Linked DNA regions of Mus musculus: region 1 is linked to region 2. Evidence: chromatin contacts called from public Micro-C data. All regions are on one chromosome and are shown on one strand. Each heading gives the region's core, a stretch centred on a gene start, on an enhancer-like site or on the middle of the called end of the contact. The rest is flanking DNA. Distances are from core to core; before and after follow the strand shown. Region 1 has its middle 9.1 kb from the start of Foxj2. Region 2 has its middle 20 kb from the start of Mfap5.

What was found. A called contact is a pair of places that touch in the nucleus more often than the background predicts.
Region 1: a contact with region 2 is called in a Micro-C map of B cells, with 2.8 times the contacts expected there. The contact joins two enhancer-like sites. A contact is called at or near these places in 1 of 39 promoter capture datasets (embryonic stem cells), 1 of 484 Hi-C or Micro-C datasets (B cells), 2 of 115 datasets of contacts at active chromatin or transcription factors (effector CD8 T cells and memory CD8 T cells) and 1 of 9 other capture datasets (adipose tissue).

The regions. Positions count from the first base shown.
Region 1 is chr6:122,809,748-122,812,447 of GRCm38.p6, reverse strand. No RefSeq gene overlaps it. Among named protein-coding and RNA genes, the nearest start is that of Foxj2, 9.1 kb to the left of the region's middle. Within about 2 kb of position 1,392, at least 456 of the 459 cell types and tissues checked have an H3K27ac peak or open chromatin away from gene starts, as enhancers often do. A contact at or near this core is called in B cells, effector CD8 T cells, embryonic stem cells and 1 more, where this site is marked.
Region 2 is chr6:122,532,056-122,534,755 of GRCm38.p6, reverse strand. No RefSeq gene overlaps it. Among named protein-coding and RNA genes, the nearest start is that of Mfap5, 20 kb to the right of the region's middle. Within about 2 kb of position 1,260, at least 96 of the 459 cell types and tissues checked have an H3K27ac peak or open chromatin away from gene starts, as enhancers often do. A contact at or near this core is called in B cells, effector CD8 T cells, embryonic stem cells and 1 more, where this site is marked.

The DNA.
Region 1 (2,700 bases), core at 143-2,642, 280 kb before region 2:
TGTGTTACATATGTGCAGGGCCACGGATCAGCCCGTGTATGCTCTTTGGTTGGTGGCTTAGTCTCTAGGACCTCCCAGGAGTCCCCGTTAGTTAATACTGTTGGTCTTCCTATGGGGTTGCCATACTCTTCAGCTCCTTCAATCCTTTCCATAGGGGTCTCGAACTCAGTCCAATGGTTGGCTGTAAGTATCTGCATCTGATTCAGTCAGCTGTTGGTAGAACCTTTCAGAAGACAGCTATGCTAGGCTGCAAGCACAACATGGCATCAGTAATTGTATCCGGGTTTGGTGCCTGTGCGTGGGATGGATCCCAAGTTGGGCCGGTCATGGGATAGCCTTTCTTCAGTCTCTGCCCCGTTTTTGTCCCTGCTTTTCCTTTATACAGGAACAATTCTGCGTCAAACCAAATCCAGAAAGCAGCAGATTTTCATCCATTTTACAAAGGCGTTGAGATAGCAGCACCTCTGCTCTTTAGCTCCCTCTACGAATCATTGGCCAACTATAAGAGGCAGCCTATAGCCACCAGGCTCCAGGTTTCTGCTTCCCTTAGTATATTTGTCGTCCATGTTAGGGGTGGGGGGGCGGTGTCACTAAACCGGCATACAAATGACTCATGTGTATCATGTTCATCAGGCAAAATGTGAGTTCTTATTTGAACATCCGAAAGAGGAAGGAAAAAAACAAACAAACAAAAAAACCTACCACTTAAAGATTGTAGTCCCTGGAATAAAGAACACAAGTATAATAAAAGTTCTCTGAGTAGTTTGCATCTTCTTGACTTTTTTTTCTTTTTCAGTTTATGCGTTCATTTTACATCCTGATTAATTTCTAAACTATGTAGAGAACCGAGGCTCGCTAGGGAGACGAGAGCGAGCGTTTAGAGCGAGGCTGGGGCGGGAGTCGCACACCCAGGGAGGCCCAGCGATGGGTCTGTTCCACCTTAAGAGGCGCCAGCCTCTCCCCGCTCTGAGCAAGCTCTCGGCTCCGCCCACCCCGGTGTCAGCCCGGCCCGGAACGCGGAGGAGAGGAGGGAGGAGAGCGGCGGTAGGCGGATGGAAAGATCCGCGCCCCCGGCTGCCGGCCCAGCGTCCGGGGCTGGGAGCGCAGCGCGGGCTCCGAGATAGACCCGCGAGCCACTGCAAAGGCGGCTGAGACGGGGCCCGCGGGGCCATCCCGGGTGGGCGCCGGGGCACCAGACTGGATCCGAGATAGACCCGGACGCTGGCAGCACAGACTGTACAAAGTTGTAACTTCCCCGGTGCCCGGACGCCTAGCGTCAAGGCATTTCCAAAAAGGGGGGGGGGGCATGCCTCTCCTTTGTCCTGACTGGTGGAGTTGAGCATGGGCTGGGCCCTGGACTGAGCGAGGGTTGGCCACCTGGGTAGTCCATCAAAGGATGATGCGGTGAAGGGTGGCCATTTGGGGAGGAAGTAAAGATTATTTTGGTACCTCCTCCCCCAGTTAGTGATTGGCGGAGGTTTGCCGTGATGTAAAACAGGGCATAAAAATGTCCGTAAAGGTACCGGGCCTATTGGCCGGTCTCTCAGGGAGGAATTCTAGGGTGGACCGTGAAGAGCCAGCCGACGCTGGTTTTGTAGGGGAGGACCAAATGGGTTGACACCCGGAAATGAGTTAGGAAGGGAACTCAGGGAAAGCGAGGGAAACCGGCTCACCTACTTTGCCCTCACAAAGGTCATTTCCTGCATGGGATCGATAGTTTCCTGTTTACTTACTCCTCGGGAGGGAGCGCGTACACTGGCTTCCTGGAATATACCCGATATTCACACTTAACTTTTGAGCCCAGGCTTCCCTTTTAGTCACGGTACCAACGGGAATGAATGAAATGGTGAAAAGGAAACGCAAGGGATTTATCTCCACGTAGAGAACGGAAATGGAGTGGGGCTGGAGGTTGTCTTTCATGCACGCAAGAAGACAAAACTAGGCGTGTTGGCGTACACCTGTGATGTGAGGTGAAGGCAGGATGAGGATGTTCAGAAGTTCAAAGTCATCCTCGACTACGTAGAGAGAAGCAAGTCTGGATTAAATTTGACGATGGGGGAGGGGCGTATTGATGGTTGAAAGTGAAAAGAACTCAAAATAAACTAGCTTGGTGACTCACCCCTTTAATCCTGTAGTTTGGGAGGCTTGCAGGCTAATTTCTGAATTTGAGGCAAGCCTGCTCAAACACAGCGAGATCCAGGACAGCCCAATTAGACTCAAAAAAAAAAAAATCTGAACTGAAACTCTTCTGCATAGGCAGGCACTTCACTCTCTTGTGTCTGGGACAGGCAGTGCATACACAGAAGAAGACAAAGTATGAGGGGAAAGATATTATTTTTAAAGATGCCCTTGTATGTCTTATGAACCCTCCCCACTTTTTAAATTCTCACTTAACCACTTGTGTTATAAAAATAATTACATGTGTTCATTAATTCATAATTAAATTTTGAAAAGAAGGCAATGAACTTGAGTTTGTTGGTTTTTTTTTTTTTTAATAGTATAGAATAAAGTTTATTCAGGGCCTGGAGAGTTAAGAAGGTAGTAGAGGCAGAGAGGGAGAAGTAGAGGCCATCCATGAACACATGGATAGAGGGGGAAGGGAATGGGGAAGGGAGGAAGAAGGGAAGAGCCCAAGAGGGCAAGAGAGAAGTCGGACAACTGAACTTGAGATTGTTGAATCAGATAGAACCTTAGATTCAA
Region 2 (2,700 bases), core at 11-2,510:
GTAGCCCAGGCTTGCCTCAAACTCAATGTGTAGCCAAGGATAACCTAAAACCTTCCTTCTTCCATCTCCCAAACACTGGGATCACAGGCCTGCACGTGCCCAATTTAACTCAGGTGATTTTGGATGAAAGGTCATTTAGCATCATCAACGACAGGGAAACTGCAAGACCAGGGTCTGAGGAGACAAGCAAGGCCCTAACTCAAAGTGATTGGACAAATTGAAAAAAGCGCACACCTTTATCAGTTATCAGCTACTTGTAAAACACAAAAGAACCAAAAAATCAAACAAATAAAAAAGTGAGGGCTTGAGGTGACACCACGCTCAGTTTGTTAACAGGAAACAACAGGCTCTGTGTGCCTATTTATATAAACAGCATTTGCTCTTTCCTTCTTGCTCTCTGCCCAGAAGTCGGCCTCCGAGGGCTGCCTTGGCTATGCTTGACTGGGTTTTTAAAAAAAAGTGGGGGGGGGGGGTGGGGTTAGAAGGAGGAGGAAGAGTCTGAAAACTACTGTGGCCACCTGTCACTCTCTTACAGAGAAACTTAACGTGACACTTTCCCTGATGTTTGCTTAGTGAAAATATAAGGGCTCCATTTTTACCCAAAGGTAGTTCTCTCTCTTCCTCTCTCTCTCTCTTCCTCTCTCTCTCTCTCTCTCTCTCTCTCTCTCTCTCTCTCTCTCTCTCTCTCCCTTTCTTAATTTCTTAAGTTTTTCACCTCTGGGGATTGTACTCAGGGCATTGCATTTATATGACCCTAGGCATCTTTTACTTTTTAAAAAATAAGTTCTGAAGTCCCGAAGTGGTGGCACATGCCTTTAATCCCAGCAATTGGGAGGCAGAGGCAGGTAGATCTTCCTGGGAGTTGAGACCAAGCTAGTCTACAAAGCGAGTTCCAGAACAGGCAAGGCTGCACAGAGAAACCGTGTCTCAAACAAAAACAAAAATAAACTAAACAAAGCCAAAAAAGAAACAACTCAAACAATAAAACAAAACAAAACAAAAACACACAGAGAAACTCTGTCTAAAACAAAGAAAAAACACAAACCAAACCAAACAAAAAAACCCAACCGAACAACAAAACAAAACCACAAAATACACCACAACAAACAAACAAACAAACAAATTAAATTTGACTAAATTGCCCAAACAAAACTTAATCTTAAAATCCCTCAGGACTCAGCCTCCCAAAGAGCTCAGATTATAGGCTGTCCCACCAGCTCTGGCTAGATGGCTGAACATTTTGCCAATGGCTCCTAAGGGATCTATCTGCCTAAAGCACACAGACAGGCCTGCCTCCTCTCCCCTGTGCTTTGGGTCTCCTTCCATTTCACCCCAAGTTTCCACATCTCTCAGGGAAGCCCATTATGCTTTCTCTTTGAATCTGGAATTTGAGAACGCCAGTCAGCGCGCCGTCCGCCCCCCCCACCCCCCCACCCCCACCCTGGCGGTTTGCACCATTGTCCTGGTGTCTGCCTGTCTGCGATGCCCTTCCATTTCCCCTCTGTTTCCTCTAAGAGTCTTCACTGTGTCCCAGCCACTTCAGTAAGAAGGAGGAGCAAGCTGATTGTGCCTCCTGGGCCTGTGTTCCACCTTTGGTTAGGCTTCGCTGTGGCTAAATTCACGCTGAAGCAAAGTGGGAGGAGCTTGTGGTTAACAACAGGTACTGCTTGATGTCAGCATAAATAAATTAACTGGCATGGCAGGGACGCCAGCTGGATTTGTACCAGCTTCCTCTGAGTCAAAAGATCACCAAGGGAAAGTGTGTACAGAGCTCCAGAGAGTTCACACTTGAGTTTCAAGACTGTGTTCATTCAAGAGGAAGGGACTGTTCTTTAATCTTAGGCATGGCACAAGAAAGTTAGGTATAGAGTGTGATCAGCTCAACGTGGGATGAGAAAGTAAGAGTGAATTTTATGGGGGGCTAGAGAAGGCTGCTTCTACTCAGGACACCAGGAAAGCAGCCAAACTCTGAAGAACGCTTTTATTAATTCCTTTAATTCCAACATCAATGTCCCATTATTCAAATTAAAATAAGAATTTGAGGGCTGGAGCGATGGCTCAGTGGTTAAGAGCACCGACTGCTCTTCTGAAGGTCCTGAGTTCAAATCCCAGCAACCACATGGTGGCTCACAACCACCTATAATGAGATCTGACGCCCTCTCCTGGTGCATCTGAAGACAGCTACAGTGTACTCACATATAATAAAATAAATAAATAAATAAATAAATAAATAAATAAATAAAAAACCGTTAATCTTTCACATTTATAAAAAAAAAAGAAAAAGAATTCGAGACTGGCCATGTAGCTAGAGCTTTCCTAACCATGTATAAGACCATGGTTCTATCCTCATCACCAAAATAGGAAGGGAGACCTGGTGTGATGGCTCAGTGCTAAGAGTCCTTGCTGCCCTGGGGACCTGAGTTCAAATCCTATCACCACAATGCTTGATGGGGTGTTCCTCACACTTGAAACCCCACTGCTGTTGGAATGGCCGAGCCTGGCTCCAGATGCAGGCAGAACAGGACAGAGAAAGCTGTCTTAAGTCCTCTTTGGTCTTTGCATGAGCTCAGGGGTGCATGCCTTCAAACACGCATGTGGGCACACTACACATATACATCCCATAGTCATTCGTGTGCGCACATGCACACACACACACAAAGTGTGGCAAACAGAAGAACACGGAGAAGTAACAAAACACAG